Linked DNA regions of Gossypium hirsutum: all the other regions are linked to region 5. The links are chromatin contacts, called in public Hi-C maps. All regions are on one chromosome and are shown on one strand. The core of a region is the stretch at or near the end of the contact, and the rest is flanking DNA. Distances in the headings are between cores, read along the strand shown. Region 1 holds the start of LOC107908088 (probable serine/threonine-protein kinase PIX13). Region 2 holds the start of LOC107910686 (dolichol-phosphate mannosyltransferase subunit 1). Region 3 holds the start of LOC107948222 (histone-lysine N-methyltransferase ATXR7). Region 4 holds the start of LOC107910300 (dolichyl-diphosphooligosaccharide--protein glycosyltransferase subunit 1A). Region 5 holds the start of LOC107910296 (high mobility group B protein 3).

Region 1 (5,602 bases), core at 1,140-3,639, 300 kb before region 5:
AAGTTTTATCTAATTTTTCATAGCTCTTAAATTTTTCTTAAATTTTTATTATTTGTCTAACTTATTTTAAAATGGATTGAAAAGTTAATAATTATTAATTTTATTGGTGTGGTGACGTATTAGTGTATATTACTTTAACAATTAATAAAATTTTAAATATTAAAGATATTTAAAAATATATTTTTATAATTCTTTTAAAATTTTAAAAAATTAATTAATTTTTAATATGACATCTACATGATAATCCATGTATATGTTACATCAGTAAAGTTTAATAAACATTATTTTTTCATTTATTTTGAAATGATTTAATAAATAATATAAATTTAAAGTATAAAAAACAAAAATTAAATGAATTTTTTTATAAAGTTAAAAAATTAAGTGATTATGTAAAAGAAAGAGAGAGAAAGAGAGAGTGGCTTTAAATTTACCCCATCTAGCAAAATATTGGAGGCTTTAAAGTCCCTGTAGATTACACTCTTCTCTGATGTATGCAAAAAAGCCAAGCCTTGGGCGGCCCCAATGGCTATTTTAAGCCGCGTTTCCCATGTAAGAGGCTCTGCTCCGCCTACTGCATTGAGTTTACATATAAAATAAGCTTTAATCTTCTCGAAAAATAGCATGTTTAATGAATATGATAGATCAATGTGTGTTTTTCCTTAATTACTTACATCTAAAGAGATGGTTTTCCAGGCTTCCCTTTTGCATGTATTCGTAGACAAGGAGGAACTGATTTTCCTCCCAACAGTATCCCAACAGCTTTACCAGATTTGGATGGCAGAACTTGCCCAAGAATTTAACTTCCGCCTGTTCTCACACAATATTATTCCCTAAATCAACTTAATCTCAAAGCATTCATATCATATGCAACCATTCTTGAAAATCATTTCTTTACATAAAAATGCAAATTTCAGTGCATAATTTGATGTAGTTTTACTACTCATTTATCACTAATGTAATAATATGAGGAAAAATTTTATCTATATTATAATAATTAGATGTAAAATAAAAAAAAGTTTCTACAAATTTAAACTTAAAATTAAATAATAAAAAAGTTTCAAAAAAGTTTCAAAACTAAAAATAAGTTATAAGAGTGGACTAAATATTAGTAGTTGAATTGATTTATTGCCGTGTAAAAGAAAAAAAAATACTCCAACTAAACCTAACATTGATAAATAAGTAGACAATGAGAACCTGGGAATACATAAAATATAAATCAATTGTGTTAAACCTGCATGAACATACAGTAATAAAATTCCAACTATCTCATGGAAAATGAGGCCAAATTATAAAAAGCATAGAAAAGTATACATAAAATAACACGCGCCGTATATTTCGGAAAACAAAATAATTCTGCTGGCTGGTGTTTACATTATCAAATACGCCTCTTCATTCAATCATATAATGACTATTCTGATTATACACGAACTTAAGAATAAAATAAATTTATTTTTTTTAAAAGTACTAAAAGTAAAGATAAAAATGAATTTAATAAGAGTCCTAAAATGAAATTAACATGGTTGATAAATGTTTGTAAGAATGAATGGGAAATAAGAAATAAAATAAAATAAAAAAGTAAAATACCTGCCATTCTTGCAAGCCTTGAGAGCTATCGGGATTAGATTTCTTGACGGCAACAGCGATGCCAACTCCGACTTTAGAAGGAGCATAGGTTTTATCATCAACCCAACCTTTAAACACTCTACCGAAACCTCCCTCACCCAGCACCGTATCAGGTCTGAAATTTCTGGTGGCTGCCTTAAGTTCTGCCAAAGTGAATATTTTCAAGGTGGTGCTCACAATCTTTCCACTGGCCGGAACTCCTCCTCCTTCGCCCTCCTTGCTTCTTCCACTGCTTGTTTCGTTCCCTTCACCGCCACCGCTTTCTTTGTTTCCTGTAGGTGGCACCACTCCATGTTGGTTGCTGCTGTCCTTTAGCTTCTTCGTATCTTCTGCATGTGTGTTCAATCATATGAATTGGTTTGGTTGGGGTGGTTGCTGCTGTCGGAAAATCCAAGGCAAGTTTGTTTGTACGTACCTGGGGTGGGTGGCTGGCTATGATGATCAACTTGAGTACCAAAGCAGTTCCCCATATGGTCTGATAACTTGTTTTCTTTTTGCAATTTCGATATCTTTTCTTTGGGATTGAATAGATATAGCAAGTCAAAAGGATTATTGACTTTAAAAGAAAAAAGAAAAGCTTTCTTGAGGTTCGAGGAAGAAGAGAAGAACGAGGGGCGAAGCAACCAAGTAGATGGGATGTGGAGGAGAACGGGATAATGGAGACTTGGTGTTTGTTTGGACTTTTTCCTTGGTTTTATATACTAATCAAATCCTCCTCTTGTTTCTGTCACTTATTTCTCATTTCAACCTCCCATTTTACACTCTTTTCTTCAATTTGCTTACCATTTAATAAAGAATTTATCAACAAGACTTCATCACAATTGGAGTGATAAAAAATTAGTCTTTAATTAATATAAATTTCAGATTTTCGTTTTATCCTTACAAATTTACAAATCAGAATTCCAGCTCAAAAACCAAAACAAAATTTCTAAGCCATAATAATTTATTTTAACATTTTATTTAATTTTTAAATTAATATTACTTATCAAATTATTTTAAAATAGATAGAAAAGTTAATGTCTATTAACTTTGCTTAATTGGCATACACATAGATGTCATCTCAATAATTAATTAATTTTTTAAAAAATCTAAAAATATTATAAAAATTATTAAATTATTTAAAAAGTATGAAAATTCTAAAAAAATATTTTTTAATATTTTTAATTTTAAAAAAGAATCAATTAATTATTATTATAAAATACATGTAGAGTGTCACCCTACATGAATGTCATATTAAGAAAGTTAACCGACGTTAATTTTTTTCATTTACTTTGAGATAATTTGATAAACAACACAATTTTAAAAGAAAAAAATTAAATAAAAAATTAAAAGATTTTTTTTATAAATTGAAGGGAAAATAAATAATTTTAATTTTTAACCAAATTTGAAAACAAAAACATCATGACAGCTAGCAATAGAAAATTAATTAATATAAAAAAAATGAAGGAGGAAGTCAACGGCAATTTCCTCCCGATGGCTTGAGCTTCTTGATGGGCCCTATACTATGCTTCTAAGTGGGCCCTATGCTATGCTTCTAGGTGGGCCCTATCGTTGGCTCATTCAACTCAGATGAATTTCATTTTCATTTCATTACATTGACATGACCTGCATTAAACCTCCGATCTTTTACTTTATTTTGAATGACAATGTATTAGGCGAAAGATAAATAGAATAAGGGTTAGTTTGGATGGGCGGTGCGTTTACCTGCGGTTAGTGTAAAAACAGCAGTGGCGGTGAGATTAAATACTGTAGCAATACTGTAGCGTGCGACAAAAAGTAGGCTAAACGCACCGCACCATACCCAATCGCCTATCCAAACCCACCCTAAATCAAGCGATGAGAATATGTATATTATTTAAATAAAGTTTTTAGTTCGAGTTTTTGAAATAATTTTTAGTATAATTTTTTTTCAAACTGGTTCCATTTTCAATTTAATATAAATTTAATTTAATTTTCAAATATGAAAATATTTTAGAAAAATAAAAAGGAATTTAAAAAGAGTCTCTTTTTTTATATAATTAGTTTCTAACGGCACATTCATTGCATATGATTTTACTCGTTTAATTTTTTAATTAATTTTTAAATAATATCTTATTTTAATTAATTTTTAATTTGTTATTCTAATAATTAAATATAATTTAAATATGCTAATTTATTTAACAATTCACATATAATAATTTTTTTTCAAATACCATATTAAAAATTAATATATCAATAATTTTTTTAATAATATTAAAAAATTAAATCATAATTAAAACATTGTACTATTTTCAAGATACTCTGCACTTTTTACTATTCAATTTCTTAATATTCAATAAACCGACTCTATTAATTTGTAAATAATAAAAAAACTAATATCAAATTAAAAACACTTTTTAAAATGACTGTAATTATAAAAAAATTTACCTGAACTTTTACTTCAATTATAGTTACTTTAAGTAAATTATTTTAAGTAATAATTGAAAATTAAATTATAATTATTTTTAAATGAATAGTTACTAGAATTTCTATTAAATTATAATTAATTTTTTAATATATAAATATCACAATTTAATTAATATTTTTAAATTAAATATTATAATTATTTTAAAATATCAATCTAATAATATGATGAAAAATAAAATAATTTTACTAAATTAATTTTTTTTTCAAACTCATAGTTCTATATATATTATAGATAGATGTTATCCACAATTAATTAATTATAAATCAAGACCACAACACCACCTTGTCTTTCTCTCGTCTGTGTTGGTTGAATTATAAAAATGAGAATCAATGGGGAGCCGAGATCTAAGTCTAGCCTTCTAAATTTCACTCATCGTGTGAAAAACCTCACACAGTTCATACATACACTACGCAAAAAATTAACTTTTTGAGCACCATGTGAGACGACGTGTAAGTGCCTTCAAAAGTATCGATTGGTGATGACTTTTGATAATTCCATGGTTCAGTTTCCACACACCACTTTTTATGGCAATGGCTCAATCATCTACTTCAACTAATTTTTGTTGCCATTGACAAAGAAAAATCAAGCAGCAATGTCGATGTAAAATCTCTTGTTGACGGTAATATCAGAGTTAATCAATCACTCATTTAATTAGTAGAAAAATTCAAAATAAATTATAAAAATATATAATTTTGTGAAAATTTATATATTTTATTATTTTTAAATTAAAAATTATATTTGTTAAGCTACTTAATTATTGGTGGATACTCTAATTACGACCAAAAAAAAATAGTTGCTGAATATGTGGCCAGACTTGTACCAATGTATGCAACCACTGTAGAATCACAACTTTGTATTAGTGTTAGGGGTCGCGGATAACTAATTATATGAGACTCATTTGACCCACTTGAATTGGCCCTGTAACACCCCGATACTCAACCCGATCGTCGGGTCCGAATACAAGGTGTCACATCCATTGCCGGAGCAACTATGATTAAATTACATTTGTTTTATATCATTAAATAGTTAATTGCAAGCAATGCATGCATATGATATAATATATATCCATTTTTGGGTTTTATACGAGCTTATGAAAGCTCTATTCCAAACCTGAGGTCGAATTAGGACCAAAATGTAAAGAATTCAAAATATCGGGTTGACGTCGCGACATTAATGGTTCCTCGTTACGACGCCACATACTGACCTGGTCTCGTCATGACCTTGAATGTACGTCGTTGCAACACAATTCTTTGCTTCATCTCATTGCAACGTTGGGAGAATGTCGTCGCGACATGACTTGCTGTTTTGAAAATGGCCAAAATGACACCAACCTGGCTCACTTAGGAAACAAATTCATCACAATCAATCACCGATTCAGTCACATATGCCATTCTCTAATGTTCAATCTTAGCATAACTCATCATACATAACTTTATATTACCTAAACTTAAATATTAACACCTAATGCAAAAACCAACTCAATCTAGATACACGTCATATCACAAACAAAAAGAAACTTCACAAACATTGAAG
Region 2 (5,296 bases), core at 808-3,307, 450 kb before region 5:
CAAGCACTGATTTCTTATAAAGCCTTCAATAGAAGGAAAAAGAATTGTCAGCAATAAAGCTACGAGCCTATGACAGTCTGAAATGGTCACTTCTTGAAATCAGTTCTTACATACCTGAAAGAGCCAGTTAAGTCTGATACACCAGGCCACAAAAGAGTTTGTGCAAGAACATTGGCTCCCCTACTTGTTAGCTTGCGCATCAGATTCCATCCATGCACGCCACCACCTTTGACATATCGTGTTCCGGTAACTATGCTGGCACCAGTTTCAGACTGCTTCCTATAAGATGTCACGGGCCAAAATAGTACAAAGGTTTGAGTAAACTAGACGCAATTATGAACCTTAAAAGGGTTGTTAACCAAAAGATTTCTCACTTGATGAAGCATGGCAAATATTTTGGCTGCAAAACAAGATTGAAGATATCTTACATTATAGAAAACAAGTGAATGGATTTAACCGGTAGAAGAGGTATAAAGAAACACAATCATACTTACATGATGTGACAGATCAGCATCCATGATTACAACAAAATTTCCAGAAGCATGCTTCAAACCGTGAATGTAAGCTGTTCCTGAAAGTTGAAACCGATAACAACCCAAAGGTTAGCTCCACCTATTACTCCTGAAAGGGAATAGGTCTTACTTACCCAATCCAAGCTTCTTAGGTCTAGGTCTCAATAGCTGTAACAGTAAGGAAACAGAAGCAGAGGTGCACAGGAATTGATCAGCAAGACGGATTACATATAGATCCAATTTTGAAGGTAGATGAGAATGGAACTTACAATACGATCTTCACCATAAAGTTTCTGCAGTTGTTTCACAACTTCCTGAGTACCATCAGGGCTCCCATCATCCACAACAATTATTTCAAAATCTACATCCCTACTCCAGGCAATATCACAAGTAGTTACATAAATATGACAGATATTGCAAACTACCACAGTATAAGAGGAAAGGTTTTTAAGGTAGGTACACTTATCTCGCGAGTGTTAGGCCAGTTACATTGTCATTAATTTTATATGAAAATAAATCCTTTATGCCCCATGACAGACACAAAGCAATGGCATAGTGGGAAAGGTGGAAACTAATTCAAATAATGTACTGATTTGTAGTGAAAACTTTGGCCCCAAGAACATCAAAATTTGAGAAGTTTTAACATATAGCCACTTGAATTTACAAAGACTAGAAGAATACTACTAAAAGGACAAAAAATAGGATCATTGATTAAACTCCTACGGTTTAATTTCACAAGGCTGTTTAAGTGTATAATTAATTCATATGTATAGGCACCAAATCCGGGGGGAAAGTGTAGAGTTATATAAAAACAACAGGCGCTTCAATATATTGCCGGATAATTTATTTATTCCAGAAAACAGAAACTAAATATGACAGTATTGTCATATTTATGTATACTCATTATCCAATTCAAATCATTTGCATAAAATGAAAATACTGAACGGGACGCCACTTATAAACTCGATGAATACAAGAGGGGCAGAAGAAAGAGCACGAATTTGAGATATGTAATCAGATCTCGATAGAGCACGTTAAAAATACTAAAATTAAGAGTTCAGCGATCAAAGAAAAAAAAAATTTTAAAGGAGAGAGAATTGAAGTTGGGAGAAATACCGGAGATGTTTGAAGATGAGATAGACGATGAGAGCAATGTTGAGGCGCTCGTTGTAAGTAGGTACTATTATGCTGTACTTGTTCTTCTGCTCCATTTTTTCTTCTTCTGTGTAAATACCTTGGCCTAAATCTTTATTTTCTGTGTTCTTTTGTTTCGCTGACTCATTTCTCATTTGAATTTTTCAACGATGAATCGGGATGCTGACTTTTGCTTGCTAGACTACCTTGAAATTGGGCTAAGGCCTAGGAACAAAGCAGGCCGCTTCAACCGAGAAGGTACCAACTCGGTTAATCTCATAGCCGGACTCCCATAATTGAGCTACAATGCTGCAAAAGAATAAAATGCTAAATGAGAATTTTTTATTGGTTAAAATACTAAAAATCCCTCGAATTTTACTCAAAGTTTGCAGAATCCTATCTGGTCCAAATAACGGCAACTTTTTATTTCAAATGAAAGTTTATGTAGGTATGAATTAAAGATTAAGGATTTATTTTAGATATAACTAAAAAGTGAAAAAGATTTACAAGGCTAAAAGTATTAGGGAATTTTTTATATTAAAAGTCTGATTACATTTATTCTTTCACTTAAAATATGGACAAATTGATTCTGTACATTAAATCAAAAAATAAACCGGATCTTTTGATTATTCCATCACTACACCAATTGTTAGCGTTATAAATGTACAAAAATTTTAATAAAAAAATTAATTTATTCTTTAATTTAATATACAAAAATTAATTTACCTATTTTTTAAGTAGAGGAAAAAAAGACAAATGAATTCCTTAAACTTATAATACGTCTGCCACTTACAAGTTGGTTAAGGATTTAGTTAAGTGTATACAAAGTATACATATTTATATAAATAAACTAGTAAAGTGCAGGGTTTTATTTATTTATTTTATTTAATATTTTAACCTTTGTTTTATTGAAGTATTTCAGCTCATAGCGTTGAAGTTGAAATCTCATGATCAGACATGGGAATTTCGATGCAATAACTAGTAATTAAGCAGACTATACTGTTGTTGTCTACATACAATTTACAAACTGCAAACAAAACTAAATCCCCTGCTTACTCATTCCTCACATTATTATTATTATTATTATTATTATTATTATTATTATTCACAAAACAAAAACCAGCACTTATTACGCATAGGGTTGGCGCAGGAGCCGAAAAGCTTAGTCGTCCGGGGTTCTGTCCTCCATCTCTTCCACTTCCGGCTCATCTAACTTACTTCCCACAATCTTTTTGTCTAGCACAGAAGCTGCTGGTTCTTCAATACTTTCCTGCTTTGCTCCATCTTTTTGCAATTCCTCATCGAAACTGGCGGTGTCACGGTCATTAGTTTCTTGTGGATTTTCTTTATCTCCATGATCAACCTGGGGAGAATCTTAAACAATCTGTCAGTTCAAGTTTTCATTCCTAGGCTCAGGGCCCATATAAACAGCCACAGATTATATCACCTACCAAGATAGCCGATTCCTCAGCATTCTTCTGCTTTGATGCATCCATTTCTAATGTCTCACTGACACTAATTACATTGATACCATTAGTTTCTTCTACACTTTCATCCACTTTATAATAAACCTGTGGAAAATTTGTAAGAAATCTGTCAGTCCATGTTGACCGTAGATACAGGCGGAGATTCGATGTCCATGATACCATATAAGGTTGGAAATCTATAATAAGCCTAAGTGCACAACAATAAATATACACAACTATCAATGCTAAGCATGGTCTGTGATGGATGATATGATATAATATAATCAGGAAGCCCAGGAAGTGATAATCATACCACACATGTGCGAGCTGGTGAGAGTACTTTGAAAGAATTAGGGCGGTTGTTGAAATTAGTTTCAGGTACACCTGGAATCCCTTCTGGGGATGTAAAATGGTCCACATCATGACCCACCTACAAGATTGATTAATTTTAGCATTACCAGGAGAGAAAACAATTCATAGATGACTAACAAAGAGAGGCTTTAGATGCTATTGCTTCATTAGTTGCCAGGTAGACAGGCCAGTCCCAGACCCAAGGCAATAATCAACATTTTGTTTTAAAGTCCCACGAAAATTCATGAAATTAGTACTGTGAATTCCCAATTGCCAGAAATCAAGCCAAGATAAAAACACAACTCTTTCAGCAATAGCAAAAGGAAAGAATAACAACAATAGCAGGAGTTCCTTACTCTTCCATGCCCACCAAATTCCCAAGCATCACTATCCAGGGCAACTCTATACTTCCCTGGCAAGTCACACCCCACTTTGTACCTGCATGTTTCACACAATAGTTAGTTGAAGAGTTTTAGGGTACAAGTAATTTATTTCTAGCATATATAGATAAGTAGATCAGTTTCTAGCCGTAAATGGCTCCTTGTACAAACACAAATAAATACAAATTTTCATAACTTGAAGCATACATACCCATCATACGTATTTTCTGGATGAAAGTTGAACACGAAAACGAGATCTCCCCTCTCAAAGACGATAACCTAAATCAAGAAACCATTAATGCATCCGCCAAAACTGAAGGGGTTAAAACATGGCAATGGAATGTTATACGGCAGAGAACTAAACAAGGGTATGGTGCCATTATCTCTATCCCATTGGAGGTAAAATGAAGAAAGAAAAATTAGACTAGCATGATGACATAGCAAGAAACCTTCCATTTTATTACCATACGTACTTGAAACTCAAAAGGAAACAATAATCTTGTTTACTTGCTATTGCAATCTTTTAGTTTTTGGATAGCCATAAAAGATTGATAAATAAACAATTTATTAATTCTAAAAATAAAAATTCAATCCTAAAACGGTTAACAACTTTTGACTGTCATATGTGCATGTATTTTGCATCCTGAATTAGATCGACAGCTGCAATGGTCTTACACTAACCACTCAACTACCATTGTAGATTTACCTTGTTTTCTTCATCAGTGCAGCTCACTATCTGTTTTGTCGATGAGAGGAATGAAAATTTATCATCAAGTGCATTCATAGCTCTATCAAATGCATTCATGAACTGCAAAACCAAATGCAAAGGGAAAATTTTATGTAAATATTGCATAGCTCCTGAATGGAGAGACATAAAAAAGATACAATAATGATTAATACAAAAGAAATTTCAGTCTGTAAATAGATTATACAGATGCCTTCAAAGTTAAAAAAGCAGGTGAGCATTTCCAAAATGATCACCAAATTGCAAACAATGGTCCATGTTCAACTAAATTCTTGACCTTTCAACTTGGATTTTGATGCGGATCTTAGCATTATGTTATTGAAATGAAAAGGTAGAAAGAAATTGAATCGGTCTGTTGGCACATATTTACTAGCTTATGCCCTAATGCTAAAATGTTCAAATCTTAGCTGGAAAAGGATAAGGAGATGGGTCAAGGATGGGTCAAGGATGGAATACAGAATAGAAATTTTAACAAATTCTTAATAAAATGACCATTGACCTTGTATCTTAAGTGATCGGTATCCACCAGGGTCCACTGCCTTCTGCACTTTTCATAACTCCACCCATTGCCTTCTCTTGGAAAGTCAATCCATTCAGGATGTCCAAACTGTACAAACAAGCAGAAGATATATCTAGTAACCTTATTTGTTAAAAGAGAAAACAAACCCTTACATCAGAAAATTGCCCCCTAGGCAGATATAGCCTATC
Region 3 (5,014 bases), core at 272-2,771, 380 kb after region 5:
TGAACAGTTCCTGCAGTGATGAATCATGACTTGAGAATTTCAAGGCTTACGGCTTACCATAATGGAATCTGCAAGATACCCACAGCGATGCCAGGAATACAATTGTAAAAGAGAATGGGGCCCATGTTTCCTACTCTCATCATCTTCAAACAACCAACATTCATCTTCACCTGACTGGAACAAAAAAGGTGAAAATCATCCAAAGGCACCTTAGGAGAAAAAGGGGAAACCAGAGGGGGGGGGGACAATAATACCTGCAATACAAAGCTAAATGCTTCGGAACTTACATTGCAGTTGAATTGAGAAGGCGAAGGGGAAGGAGTGTGTTGGACATTTGTAAATGAAGATTTTAAATAATTGGAAGCTGTGGGTGAAGTGAGATATATAAACCCAGTAGCAACATGATCAGGGAACTGCCTAAAGTACTTTAGGGGAACAGGATTGATCAAAGCCCCATTGACTACAGGATAAACAGGGAGCTCATCCGGCAGGAAACCAGTAGACAAGCCTTCGTATAACTGCTGCTGGATATAAGGACCACACATCTGGCCGTGTTCATTGACATACATCCATCCACTCACATACGAAGAAGATGATGGCGCATAGCTAGAGTAACTCTTGTCGCATGAAGATCCACCGCCGTTACAAGATTGAGAAATACCACTGCTATTTCCATTAGACTGGCAACTCATCTCCGTTGCAGATTGTTCGTCACTGTCAAATCATGAATACGATTAAAAAAATGTAAATAAGAGCGTCATCAACCAAAAAACCGTATATTAATAATTATACCCGCGATTTGAAGATGCAAAATCAGCAGAGAGATCCGAAACTTTAAGGCGCTTTCTGGAAAAATTAGGGTGATCATATTCGTCAATAGGGGATGTTGAGGAAACCATGGGCAGACCTGAATCAAAATTCAAATCTAACTAACCTCAATTCTCATAAATGTATTATTACCTAATAAAAAAAGAAAACTGATCTAATTATGTTGCATCTGCGAATAGTAGCGCCCAAATTTCCAAGATGAAAGAAAAAGGCATATATCATAGTAATCTATTATCCGTACACATACATACACAGTTGAAACTCTATTGCATACCCATCCAATCCAATCCAATGCAATGCAATCCAATCCTCACGGTAATCTGCAAAACTCTGCCGGTAGTTGGTTCCAAATCCAATAGAGTAGTACGGATTTCGATAGAAAGAAATTTTCCCAATTAGGGGAAACCACCGGCTCTTGTATTCACGACTAATTTGGCCTCTTCCTATTGTAGTTTCTTTTTTCTTTCTTTTCTGGGGTTTACAAAATTACAAAGTAGACGAAAGCAAAATTAAGTTCACCTCTCTCCCTCCCTCCCTCTACCTCCCTCTACCTCCCTCTCTCTCTCTCTCTCTCTCTCTCTCTCTCTCTCTCATAAGTGAGTCTCACTTCTGACTCGCTCCGCTCCTTGAGCTTTTTTGTATTTATTGTTCTTCATATATGGCAGTGGCATTCGCAATCGTGTGAGATGCCGGCTGCTATTTCCCTATTTTAATTTCAAGCCATTTTTCTTCGTCTTTTATTCTTGGGTTTATTTCAGGCCTCTCCCTCTCATTTATTGGGCTCGCTTTTGGCCGATGAATGGATATATGAACTTTGAAGCAATACGATTACATCAAAAGTCAATAATCCACGCAATTATGGAGTTGAAATTATTAAAAGAAATAGTTACAAATCTCAAAAATAAAATTTAAAATAAATATGGAAGTACTGATCAAGCGAAATATTTGTGAAGTTGTGAATTTCCCTTCAACGTTCTGGTTTATTTATAGTTAAAAGGAGTATGTGAGGAGTTATAGGGAAATTTAATGAATGGTAGGGAACCATTGAAGTCCATCAATGTATGAAGGGAGAATCCTTTAATATTGCCAAAGTGGGAATAGTTGCCAAGTGTTACCCATCAGGCTGTAGCCCTCATAAAGGTAGAGCTAGCCCTAGTTCTACTCAATTATAGCCCTTTTCGAGTAAGGCTGATAAGTTTTTGTTATCATTAGAGTAGAGCTCTTGTGTAACACTCTAACTCATATCCGTCGCCGAAACAGGGTTACAGAGCATTACCGGAGTTTATGGAATAATTACAGTAAATTAATGTTACTTACTATTCATACCCAAAACCAAACATTTTCAATCATATCGTCCCTTGAATGGGCCCTCGAGGCCCAAAATGTGCGTTAAAATCAAGTTGGGACTAAACCGGGAACTCATAAAATTTTTCGTGAAATTTTAAAATTTTTCTTAGGTGCAGGGGACACACGCCCGTGTGGCCAGGCCGTGTGGCTCACACGGCCAAGTGACACGCCCATGTCCTAGGCCGTGTGTGCATTCGATGTGAGACACACGACCATGTCCCAGCCCATGTCGATACCCGTGTAACTCTTTAATTTGGGTGACACAGCCAACCACACACCCGTGTGCTAGGCCGTGTGGACAATTAATTTTCAAAAATTAAATGCAGGGGACACACGGCTAAACCACACGTCCGTGCGCATGGTCATGTGTCACACACGACTGAGACACTCGTCCATGTCTCTGCCCGTGTGGACAAAAAATAGGTCATTTTCAGGCCACTTTTCTCACCCAATTTGCCTTTCACCTACAGCATCATCTAAACAATTCACAAGCCAATTCATAACCCTCAAATTAATGTCAATACCAAGTTTTATACATGACATATTATGTGCAAGTGTTTAAACTTACCAAAAACACATTTATGCTTATAAGCATACTTTATCAATTATGCTAATTCAAAACCATTCATCAATAGGTTTGTATGCTCCCCATCATCTCACCATTTTATCACACATCAAACTTGATAAAGCTTTATATAATTTCATCAAAATATGTCTTACACTAGCCATTCCAATGGCTAGTTACAACCAAAATATTTCATCATTATGCCTAACTTAGCTTATACATGCCATTATACCAAAAGTTAGCTTACTTTATATACCAAGAAGTCCAAGGGATAGTGTGATGTGTCTCCGACCAAGTTCTAACCTCCATGAGCTTCCGAGTACTATAAAACAAAGAAAAGAAAAACCGAGTAAGCATTTAATACTTAGTAAGTTCGTATAACTGGAAATTTAACTTACCATTCATTTTCACTAAAGTAAACATACAAAATGCATCCAAGAAATTTGGCTGATAGCCTAAACACCCAACTTTATCAAACATGTTAGTCATTGTAATTCACACAATTGTCAAGAAATATGGATGAGCTCATCATATAATAACTTTCATATCCATATACTTTTCTTATCATATTTCTATATAACATGTACATTTCATAACAAATCGTCTCAAGTTTAGTTTAGCCCATATCGGAACTTTACCCGTTAAATTTATTTGAAATATCGATGGACACGCATGTAGTACACTTAAAGTTTAAAAAACTGTAATCCGTCAATTCATATTCAGGGGTACTCATTAGAGAACAAAATCAAGAAGCACTCTCTCGAGCCATATAACAGGAAGCTCATGTGAGCCATATAACAGGAAGCTCATGTGAGCCATGTAACAAGAAGCTTATCCGGTCTATAACAGGAAACTCATAAGAGTTTAAAACAGAAAGCTAATGTGAGCTTAACAGGCAACCCCGAAGAGCTATTATTAGGAAGCTTCGGATAGCCATATATTAGGAAGTTCAGGCGAGCCATATCAGGAAGCTCATTAAGAGCCATATATCGGGACACTCATAAAGAGTTGCAGTATGTCCGCAACACATGCAGGACCAATACTGATCGGAATGCTCACATGAACTGGAACCATGTAACGGGAAGCTCAAGAGGGCTTATAACAGGGTGCTCTTTCGAGCTATGGAGTGTCCGCAACATATGCAGGACCACAACCAATATGGGAAATCGTGTATCATTCGAATTTCATTTATTCAAACAGGGACTTATTACTTATCGGGCTATTGGACATGTGATTAATTTCATACATAAGACATTTAGACAATTCACATATACAACATTCAATTCAAACATATTAATATACATAATTTAGTTACACGAACTTACCTCGTCATTTGCTCGTATACGGAAATCTACTAATTCGATACTTTTTGTTTTCCTCGATCCAATTTCGTACTAGGCCTATCCGGATCTATTCGAGTAAATTTAACTCAATTTAATGAAATTCATATTCAATTCAATCAAATTCACATTTTAGGAAAAAGTACCATTTTGCCCCTATACTTTTAATTAATTTTAATTTCATCCCTAGGCTTGGAAAAATGAAATTCATGCATTTTAATCCTTATTCCAAGCCTAGCCAAATTTTTCATATAAGAATAACAGTCCATGTATTTCACAAAAATTATAAATTTTCCATAAATTTTACATCTTTTCAATTTAGTCCCTAAATCACAATTTCATAAAAATTTCCTTTACAAAAGTTGTTTATCTATCAATAACCTTTCATTTTCTACCATAAATTTCAAAATTTTAGCATACTCGTCCATGGAAAAATTTTAACAATTTGATAACTTTCCAAATTGATCCCCAAAATAGATCGATTAGGTTATTACGATCTCGGAAATGTAAAAATTACTAAAAACAGGACATGATTACTTACCCAATTAAGATTGCTTGAATTTCTCTCTCTTAACTAGGGTTTCCATAGAAAAATTTAGGGAAGATGATGAAAATTTGCTTGAATTTCTCCCTCTTAACTAGGGTTTGCAAATTGATCCCCAAAATAGATAGATTAAGTTATTTTTTCCCTTTTCCAATTTAGTCCTTTTCTTTTCTTAAATTTTCATGGATGAATCATCATAAATATCTACTAACTTCTCTTAATGGTCTATTTACCTTATAAGGACCTCAAATTTTGAATTTCATAGCTATTTAATCATTCTAGCTACTAGAATTCAACCTTTTCACTTTATGCAATTTAGTCATTACTAACAATTAAACATGAAATCGGTAAAATTTTATTATCAAAATTTTCATACATCTTTCCTATCAT
Region 4 (5,223 bases), core at 1,952-4,451, 260 kb after region 5:
CCAGCTCCTCCACCTACACAGATAAAAAAATTATCACTTATACGAATATTCCATATAGAGCAAAATAAAATCATAAATGCTATTGGCATCCAGAGCAAACAGAATATTTCTGTCATGCATAGTCATGTTACAACAAGAATACTGTTGCATGCTAAGGTTTAAAATTTACCAAAACAAGATGTTGCAACAAATAAACAATTGACAAACATGAAAGGCAACAAATCCATATCTAATTGATCCAGAAAAGTTGAGCAACACCACCAAACAGTAAAAGACAGGTGAACCTTGGGTAATACTTGAGCAGCTGATGGAGAAGATTGCAAGAAGGTCAGCAAGGGTTTCAATTCTTTGGACAGCTCTTTTAACAAACCATCAGCTGCTTTTCGAGCAGCTTTACAAGCTTGAATGTTCCCAGTCCTAGAAAGATCACGTAGTGATGCTTCCAGGTTATCATGTGTTGTCAAGCATCTACTTATGATATTCTGAACCTGCTGAATCACTGCCTGAACCTGAAATTACAGAGAAAATTCACAAAACAATTCACTTGTACATGGTGATTTGGGTGAGCAAAGTAGATTGCATAGTAACATCCTACTAACCTCTTCCCACTGCTGTTTAGCCAAATAAGAAGCAGAAGACTTGGAGATTGATATGTCTGCATGCATATAAACAATGCAAGCAACAAAAAAGAAGAAAAACCCTGAAATTAACATCAGTGGCTCCCTGAGCATCGATAGTTGACTGAAATGGTAATAGACCTGAAAGGTAAACAAACAGCAAACCATTAACCCTGTAAATATAGGATTATGAAAACCTGATGTCCAATATTCTGTGTTTGGAGGTAGCAGAACGGTGGCATTACACTAGTATGCTAGAAGCAGTGTGCATATTCAGACTGAAAATTGAGAAAGAAGAATACCTGAAAAAATTGATTGTGCTCAGGCACAACATTAGTTTTTTTTAGCACAACTACTGGTCTACCATCAATATCCAAGTGGGAGATCTTGGTCTGCATACAACCATAAACACATTAGATATAAAAAACCAAAGCCTTCAGACTCAAAGTTCAACACAAATATGACCCTATGTTATACAACATAAGTTCCAATAGAAGAGAAATAATAAGCCTGCTAATACCTCTTGCCACTGCTCCACAGGAAATGGAGCTGCTACAGATATGTCAGTAGAACCCTCAGGCAAAACAACCTGCAACCGAAGTACCAGATCAATAAGAGGATGCTAAGAAAACAACACTCTTATCATTCACCAGACTGCAATTATACCACACAAGTACATATCTTAATCCTAAGCTCATAATAAGACAGCAGCATTAGTGCCCATTTTATTACTTGGTGACATGTTTTAATCATGACAAATAAGTAGTGTAACTATGTCTATTTAGTAAGAGTTGAAATATGTACTTATACAAGTTTTAGGCAAGCTCGGGAAGGAAGTGATACAAACCTTCACAATGAGTGCATCAATAACCAACTCAACCATTGGGCTACTAAAAGTGATATTAAGAAAGCGCTTCCCGTCTGACTCAAACAAAAAGTCCAGAAGCGGCAAGCCATATCCAATGGTAAACGCAGTTCTCCAGCCACCAAACATCGGGTACCTAGGTTCAATCAATAGTTCCGTCTACAAAGACAAATGGTACTTCAATAAGAATAAACTACCAAATGATAGATGCTCTTAAATCCTACTCAGCAATATAACCTTTTTGGAGTCACCCCTCAGATGAGATGTTGATATATTGCCAATTTCATCCCTGTAATAAACAGAATGTGCCCTTGGTGGCAAGTTTGCAACAAGATACCTAAAGGCCGATGCACCACGAACGTTGGGTCTGGCCTGGAAATCAAGCCTGTAGTGTCAAAGTAATAATTCAGAAACAAACTTCCAACCCGGCACGGTGCTCACCATAATCCATAAAAAGGTAAAGATATGAAGTAACCTGGAAAATTCACCCTTGCTCTGGGCACCACCATGTATGAGCTTGTAATGCTCAGTGACTTGCACATTACCCCAATGGGAAATTTCTATCTCTCTCACCAATTCATGAGCAACAGCAAAGGGTAAATTGCTTTCAAAATGAACTGCTATGGGTGAGTACGAGAATGAAGGAATATTCTCATAAGGACCATATTTGATTTCTGAACCATGAATCTTTGTGTTCTCCAGTTTTGTATAGGATTCAATTCTAGAATCAGGCAATTTAACACTTAGAGACTGAACCTTCACAGCATAAGGAGATAGATAGTGTGCACTATCCTGGTATAGTACAAGCTGAATATCAGCCTGAGTGATTTGCTCAGGAATAGGTCGCAAGGCATGGGTAAATACGGCCAAGACATCAAAAGTGAAGCTATCACCCTCAGCTAATCCCTTAGGCAAAGATACTGAATAGAATGTCAAAGCAGCAGGCATGTCTTTTGGGTTGGCAGCCTCAACAGGGAGAACAACAACAGGGTTTTTTCCTTTCCCTTTCCCTTCATGTGGAGTAGCAATCAAATATGCCATATTTTTGGCTTGTTGCTCAGGAAAAGCCAGCAAAACCTTGGACTCCTTTTCGGAACCTGCATTCTCCACCTAAAGGACAATATAACAGCACATTAAAGAATAAAGCCGAAAAGAGATAATAGAGTTGAAAGCATTAGCAATTTGAGAATGAAAAGAAAAGTGAGTGTTACTGAAGCACCTTCATAGTTGAAGAAATCCGAACAATATGTGATGTCAAATATATCTGCAACACATAGGGACGCTTTTAACATAAAAACTTTACAGATACAACTATTGTAGCAGTTCAGATCAACCCAAGAGATGATGTTTCAGATGGATAAAATCTTCAGAAGCAGCCGTGAACCAATCAGAGAAATGAACTCGCAAGGAATACTATCAATAATATTAAACCCTAGAAAGCTGGGAAATTTGAATAGAGAAGGATAAAAACTTACGCGTCGATCGACTTTGGAAAGGACCAGATCGGAAAGTGCGGGTGATGCCAAAATTGCGATTGTAAGCATAAGGAAACAAAACCCGAAACTCTCCATTGTCGGGAAACTGAATCTCTACTGCACTTGACCCCTAGTTGACTCCTTTTGTTTCTGGTTCCTGTAGTGAACGGAGGGCTCTTTTGGTAATCTATTGTTACCTTGTAGGCTAAATTACATTGCTATTCCCTCAATTACTAGTTTCCTTTTTTTTCAAATGAGAAATAATAAAATAGTCATTATATATTTTTTATCACCCATCAATTAAAGATTAATGGAAAAATAACGTATCTGCTTTTAAAACTGACATAGTAATAATTTTAATTTTTAGACATTTATACGTTATGTTAATTTAGAATTTATTTTAAAAAATATAATCATCAATATTTACATATTATGTAATTTAATATTTTTGCATTTTTGTGACTTTCTCACTTGAAAAACTAAAAAAATATTAACTAAATTTGATCAAAAGTATACTAAAAATAGAAATACAAAAAAACCTAATATCATCATTTTTACTTTTTCTCATTCTTTAATTTTGATACTCTAATTCTCTATCGTTAGATTGAATACTAGTAGTTGAGATGACTCAATCATAGTCAGTTCCCTCTTCACAAATTTCATAAAATCCGTACTTGATTCATTTGAAGTCAATTCAACTGAGTTGCTCTTGTTATTGTCATCATTAGCTTTAATGTCTCCAACGAACATAGAGAGTCTTGCTACTCGTTCAATTAACCCACTATATAAAAGAAAATAAAAGTGCTTTTGAATCATCAACTTCCAAAAGTTGAAGTTGCAATAAACTTAATTGAGTCTAGTGAGTGGATAAATTGAAAGGTTTACATAACCATGAGTAAACTTGCATTATCGATAGCCAAAACTGACATCAAGCGATGAATTTCACTAGTAAATATGAGCATTTAGAGTGTTCTCACTTCATCCCTTTGTGGCATTGCCCCTACATTTAACTCAATGGAAAAATGAAGAACAACAACAAGAAACAAAGTTACCTAAAATTTGTAAACTAGCCAATTCAATTCATTGAAAATAAAAAGTACCCATTTCATTAATTCAACCTAATTTGAAGTCTAACAACTTAAAGAAAAAAAAACCTTCGATTTGCTTCATCAATGGCAACCAACTCAAACAAACAAAAAAAGTGAATTAATTGTCATCGAGAGATATCAAGTTCTCAACCATTTAAAGTATAACGAAATCAATGTATTTGAGAATTATCTAATTTAATAAGAATTTAAAAAATATATTTTAATTTTCTCATCATGTATTGAATTATATTTTCATGTAAAACAGGATAAATTTAGGTAATGTGTAAACATTAAGACCTATTTTTTAAAGAATTAAGATTAAATTGATAGAATATAGAAACATTTAGGGTTGAACTTGTTACCATGCCAATTTTAAAAGATGTCATGTCATATTTCCATTAGCCATCTAACAACTAGTGACTAAAAAAGGAAAAATCAAATAGTTGAGTGATCATTTTATAATTTTTCATAGTTGAATGGTAAAAAAATTACTAATAGTTAATGATTACTAGTGTAGTTTACCCAACTTTGTATAGCGGGATTGAAAATTGGACATTTAATGAGCTGAGTTTGAACCATGAAGGTAGGCTTGCATGCCTAGATTGGGTTAATCCAAAAATTTCTTTTTCTTTAAAAATATGCTTTTAAGTCCCTATATTCTTCTTATATTTAAAAATTAGTTTATTTACTTTTATTTTTAGGAATTTAGTCCATTTGTTAGATTTCAAATTTTTAGGTCCAATTGTTAATATTATTAAAATTCTTCTATTAAATTTGTTGGCATGACATTTTGAAATAAAAAAACACTCACTTGGCAGATTGATCAACAACGATCATGGTTCTTATTTAAGTGTTTATTTGTGTTTTTAAATTCAAAGTAGTAATTTATGTTTTTCTATAGTTTTTTTTAACATTTTGATATTTAATAAGGTTACGTGGTCATGCAAGTTGATTTGGGAGCTAAAGATGTAACTTCGGGCTGGAACTGCTGCCAATGTCATGACAATGAAGTATGGAAATTATGACATAAAAAATAAATTAAAAATAGCATCGAGAACGAAGTTGGAGCCAGTATCACGACATCGGGCTACGGGATTCATGACACTAAAGACAAACATGAGGAAGGGCTACAACATAGTTGACATTGCAATGTGGGAGCACTTGACGTCGTGACAACG
Region 5 (4,959 bases), core at 951-3,450:
TAGTAAAATGAGATTATTATCATAAAATACTATAATGAAGAAAAGCGTACGATAAATCCATCTTCATTTTTACATATTATTCAATATTAAACAATTATTAACAATACAAATCAATATTAGACTATATATGTAAATTATAAACCAATTAAAATTTAAATTTCAATACAGAAACAATTAAGGTTAATTTAGAAAATAAGAAAACTGGGCAATACAGAACCAAAACTCCAAGTGAAAACAGCATATCAGGCAACAATTAGAAGAAACACAAACAAAATGACCATTGAACCAAGAATTCAACGCAAAACCGAGGAATTGTCCCATAAAATGGTTGGTATCAAATCTTAAGTTCAATCTGTTAACATCTACCCCTACTGCCCCCGAATAAGAACCCAGGAATTATTTCAAATGAATTGTGTTAAAAAGCTGCCACGAGAATAAATGAACCAATAGAACAGCAGCAAAAAAGCAATAGAATATGGGCAGGCAACAAAGCCATACAAAGAGGGACCAAATTCTCTAGAAAAGGATTTACCTATCTTACGCCATTCAACTTCAAATGCAAAGTACATGTAGCAACAAATTACCCATCTACAACTATTAATTTCGAAACGTCAAAAGAAACCAACAGCATCCAGAGTTACATTTTTGCTTAAATGAAATTTGCATTTAAAAAGCATTAACATAAGATGATCAAACACTATCACAGCCTAGTTTGATTATGCTATCCTCCCTGGATTTTTCCTACTCATCATCTTCCTGCATTTACAAAAAAAAAGAGAAACCCGAATCAATAGGGTCCAAACTAAGCCAGAAGATCAGTGACACAAAACTGATACTAATTGCAACTCACGTCTCCACTGCCTTCATCATCATCTTCTTCTTCATCATTCACCTCAGATACAGACTTCTCAGATTCCTCCTCATCTTCTTGGGGACCCTCAGCCTGGAATTAATCCAAAAAGTTTATTAACTTTTAACTCATCAAATTATATGTATAAACAAAAGATAACAGCAAATTACCTGTCTCTTATTGTAGGCTTTCATGTTCTTTTCATACTCGACCTTTCGTTTCTCGGCCTTATCAACATAAGGTCGCTTTTCCTAAAATCATATATTTTACATTAATCAGGATGCATATTTGCATCTATGTTGAAGATTATTTTCAGTGCTGAACGTAGAAAAATACTTACAGCTTCAGAAAGGCTCTTCCATTTATCTCCACCGGCTTTGCCAACCTGAATTTGAATCCAAAAGAGAAATTAAGTAAACAAAATAAAAAAAGGAAAAGGAAAGAAACCTGTAAGAAAATCCAAAAAAAAAAAAATGGTCATACTTACAGCAGCAACGGACTTGTTTTTAGGGTGCTCCTTCTTGTATTGCTCGCGGAACTCCTCCCTTTTATCACGAAATCAACATTAAAAAAGTAGATGAAATATGAATGTAAATAGTAAAATCATACTCGAAGATCAACTTTGCTTTGACCATAACAAGAATCGTTCAATTCACCTCTTCGATTGTGGTTTTTACGAAGAATATAAACGCCAGAGTTTTCCACGAAGCAAACGGAACAAACCAAAAAATTTAAAGAAAACCGACAAATACAGGAGAGATTCATGAATGATTACATGAAAACGAAGAAGGCGCTAGCAGGCCTCTTTGGCTTGTTTGGATCCTTAGCTGCCTTCCCCGATTTCTTTCCAGCTTTCGTGGTTGATTTCTTATTCACGGAGAGCCTATAAACGAACCAAAAAATTAAAAAAAAAAATAAAAGTCAAATAATAGGAAACGTTAATACACATCACGATCTGAGGTCCTAGAACACGCGATCTGAAGAGCCGAAAGGAGAAAAGCTTACTTGGCGCTCTTGGCATCCGACTTGGATTTACCTCCTTTCATGTTTGAATCCTGCAAATGAAATCGCAGATGAGTGAAAAAGCAGATGAAATCGATAGAAAGAAGTGGAAATTCGATAAAAATCGACGGGGAAATACCTGATAGAGGGCTAGGGTTAGAGTTACGGATGAGAGAGGGAGAGAGGAATAGGGGAATAAAAGTGCGATAGAAATAGAGATGTGTTGAGAATAGAGGAGGGTTGAGTTGAGAGGCCGAAACTCGAAAGCGGAGATATTAAGTTTTGGGCAAATTGAAATTCAATTGCACGCGAAATGAGAATTGAGGGGGTTTAGGCGGGATTTGGAATTTTCATGCCACGTCATCGATCTGTGTGCTTTTATGTTATTGGCTGTGTCACTCCTAATCTTTTTGGCTTTCCAGATTCTCACCTCTTTCTTTTGTTGTGCTTCCTCTGTGCTTCTTCTCTCTCTCACCTGATTCGTGATTTAATGGGCCCTTCCCCTGATTCTAGCCCAATCCATTTATTTCAGGGCCTTCATACATGGACCTTAAAATGGCTCAAAAAATTTCCCCAAGTCCATTTTCAGCTCAACTTTACGCCACACCGCCACTCAAATTACTCTATTCATCCAAGATTAAAAACAAAACTTATACTAATCTTTTAATTGAATCGTACGGCTACGTTTACTGTTACTAGGGTTGTAAGCTAGGAATCTTTGAATTCCTTCTTCTTTCAATGCTTGTAATTGACTTGTTGGGCAGTGCAAAGAAGGGTTTCGAAAAGCAGCACTATAGTGGTATACCAGTCGCTATTTCATGGTAGTCGCATTGTCATAGCGATGTGAAAATATTTCACACTAATATTAGTTAAATTTTTCATCTTTTCTTCAAAGTCAAAGACAGCCTAATCAAAAAAATCATCGTATTTGGGATTGCAATCAACTAAAGTAAACTTGATAGAAACTAATGCTCAACTGTGACTTGTTGACAAGTCAAATATTTTGCAACATGCTCGGTAACCTTCCTTTTCATACCGAACCACCAATACAAACCTTTCAAATTACAACACATCTTGTTATCTCCAGGATGCATGGCATAGAAACTGTTGTGAGCCTCTTGAAGTATATCATGCTTCAACTCCTCATCACTAGCCACATAAATCCTCTCTTAGAACATCAAGTGACCATCATTATCGATATCACAGTCATTAGCTCTATTTTCCTCAAATTACCTTCTCATTGCTAACAACTTCACATCAACCAATTGTTTATCTCTAATTTGCTAACAACTTCTAATTTGCTTAACTTGCAATTCAGCCAAAAGACCACCATCATCCACCAACTATAACCGAGCAAACATAGGTCTCAAGTCCACCAACAACTTCTTACTCAAAGCATCAACACCACCGTTTGTCTTACCCAGATAATAATCAATAATATAATCATAATCCTTTAATAGTTCAATCCATCTTCACTATCTCAAGTTCAACTTATTCTGAGTTAAAAGATATTTGGGACTCTTGTAATTAATGTAAATATAACACTTCTTACCATATAGATGGTGTCATCATATCATTAATGCAAATACCACCATCACCAACTCTAAACCATGAGTCAAATAGTTCCACTCATGATTTTTCAATTGCCTTGAAGCATATGTCACTACCTTCCCCTTTTACATCATCATATATCCCAAACCAGTATATGAAGCATCATCGTAAATAATAGTATTTCCCTTAATTCTGGTTGATTCAAAACAAGAGCCTTAGTTAAAATAGCCTTTAATTACTCTAAACTCTCCTGATGCTTCTCATTCCACTCAAATGGCTTACCTTTTTACAACAATTTCTTCAACGGAGTGGCAATCATGGAAAAACCCTTAACAAAGTGACAATAAAATCTAGCTAAAACCTAAGAAACTATTAACCTTGGTAACATTCTTAGGTTCCTTCCACTCGAAGATAGTTCTATCTTCTTAATGTTAACTTTAACACCAACCGTCAAAATAAAATGACCAAGAAAAATCACTTTCGACAACTAGAAATCACATTTACTCAACTCCACAGATAACTTCTTTTCTTAGAGAATCTGTAGAACAACTCGGAGATGTCTATCATTATCATCCTCGGACCTCGAATACGTTGAAATATCATCAATGAACACCACCAAAAATTTATCAACATATTGTTGGAAGATACGATTAATCAAATCTATAAATGCAACTGGAGTTGGGATCTAGCGTCTTTAGTGTAGTGATTATGTCTATGTACTTGAAAATTTTCAAACAAATTAGTTTAATAAAACTCCATCATTATTATTAATATTTTTTTGTTTATTGTCCTCATTGGTTTTTGCACGCGAAACAAAATAAAAGAAAATATTGGCTCATTGATTGCCTAATGTTTAACTAATATTAAGTTGCATTATGTGGATGGATCATAATTCAAGAAGACAACTTGTATTAATAGATAATCTAACACGTACATAGTATAATGGAAATTCAGCAAGTTAATTGAAAGACTAATATGTCATCTATCAATTCCAAATAGGAACATACCTTGTATTTGGTATCGAAGTAGATGACTCCCAAAAGATAAATATATAGATGTGAATGTCTGGATTAGCAGTACATTGGACAGGACCCAAGTAGAGTAAATCCTAAATCTATTTATGGATTTATTCACTTGTGACGTTCATAGTGTAATTTACTTTAATCTTGAATAAGTGACGGACTATGTATGAGTGACTCGTATGATTTGATGTATTAATAGCCTAAGTTTAATTGGTAATAGATTCGAAAGTTGGTATGTTGGGTATTTGACTTCTGCATGACATAACTTCACTTATAATAGTGGAATTCATAGCCTAACAAAGGGTAAATGATATTCTCTCATTGGCATTATATGATAGATGAAAAGTAACGTCGCCACAAGTCATTTGTCTTAAAACGAATGATTTAATTACTACTTGTTCGTAATTGAATTTTCATGAAGGAGGATGTAATAGTTACCACGAGATAAAATAGGATCATATTGGGACAACAAATTTATCCCAAAAATATTAAGAATATCTTATGAGGGTAACACATATATGATAAGGTCATTAG

The links. Hi-C and Micro-C count contacts between places; a contact is called where the count stands out from the background.
Region 1: a Hi-C map of leaf shows a contact between it and region 5, with 2.2 times the contacts expected there. The contact joins the promoter of LOC107908088 here to the promoter of LOC107910296 in region 5. A contact is called at or near these places in 7 of 34 Hi-C or Micro-C datasets (anther, callus and leaf).
Region 2: a contact with region 5 is called in a Hi-C map of leaf, with 2.8 times the contacts expected there. The contact joins the promoter of LOC107910686 here to the promoter of LOC107910296 in region 5. A contact is called at or near these places in 9 of 34 Hi-C or Micro-C datasets (callus, hypocotyl, leaf and 1 more).
Region 3: a contact with region 5 is called in a Hi-C map of leaf, with 2.6 times the contacts expected there. The contact joins the promoter of LOC107948222 here to the promoter of LOC107910296 in region 5. A contact is called at or near these places in 4 of 34 Hi-C or Micro-C datasets (anther, callus and leaf).
Region 4: a contact with region 5 is called in a Hi-C map of leaf, with 3 times the contacts expected there. The contact joins the promoter of LOC107910300 here to the promoter of LOC107910296 in region 5. A contact is called at or near these places in 6 of 34 Hi-C or Micro-C datasets (hypocotyl, leaf and petal).

The regions. Positions count from the first base shown.
Region 1 is chrD02:24,128,348-24,133,949 of Gossypium_hirsutum_v2.1, forward strand. It overlaps LOC107908088 (probable serine/threonine-protein kinase PIX13), which reads right to left and starts at 2,390. Exons shown (of 6, transcript XM_041088683.1): 1 at 2,039-2,390; 2 at 1,585-1,952; 3 at 672-807; 4 at 432-571. The coding sequence starts at 2,093.
Region 2 is chrD02:23,977,513-23,982,808 of Gossypium_hirsutum_v2.1, forward strand. It overlaps LOC107910686 (dolichol-phosphate mannosyltransferase subunit 1), which reads right to left and starts at 2,058. Exons shown (of 9, transcript XM_016838645.2): 1 at 1,629-2,058; 2 at 782-881; 3 at 647-680; 4 at 495-571; 5 at 375-400; 6 at 115-279; 7 at 1-23. The coding sequence starts at 1,801. LOC107910685 (1,4-alpha-glucan-branching enzyme 1, chloroplastic/amyloplastic) reads right to left here. Exons shown (of 15, transcript XM_016838642.2): 9 at 5,088-5,195; 10 at 4,550-4,651; 11 at 4,055-4,122; 12 at 3,820-3,901; 13 at 3,426-3,542; 14 at 3,098-3,217; 15 at 2,611-3,009. The coding sequence ends at 2,809.
Region 3 is chrD02:24,805,064-24,810,077 of Gossypium_hirsutum_v2.1, forward strand. It overlaps LOC107948222 (histone-lysine N-methyltransferase ATXR7), which reads right to left and starts at 1,522. Exons shown (of 20, transcript XM_041088689.1): 1 at 1,103-1,522; 2 at 793-907; 3 at 255-714; 4 at 58-174. The coding sequence starts at 1,106.
Region 4 is chrD02:24,681,336-24,686,558 of Gossypium_hirsutum_v2.1, forward strand. LOC107910300 (dolichyl-diphosphooligosaccharide--protein glycosyltransferase subunit 1A) reads right to left here and starts at 3,202. Exons shown (of 10, transcript XM_016838110.2): 1 at 2,958-3,202; 2 at 2,702-2,746; 3 at 1,958-2,592; 4 at 1,720-1,867; 5 at 1,465-1,641; 6 at 1,138-1,206; 7 at 920-1,009; 8 at 600-758; 9 at 285-509; 10 at 1-13. The coding sequence starts at 3,053.
Region 5 is chrD02:24,423,891-24,428,849 of Gossypium_hirsutum_v2.1, forward strand. LOC107910296 (high mobility group B protein 3) reads right to left here and starts at 2,201. Exons shown (of 8, transcript XM_016838103.2): 1 at 1,992-2,201; 2 at 1,856-1,905; 3 at 1,626-1,733; 4 at 1,338-1,395; 5 at 1,191-1,235; 6 at 1,021-1,101; 7 at 851-943; 8 at 571-756. The coding sequence starts at 1,896. The coding sequence ends at 742.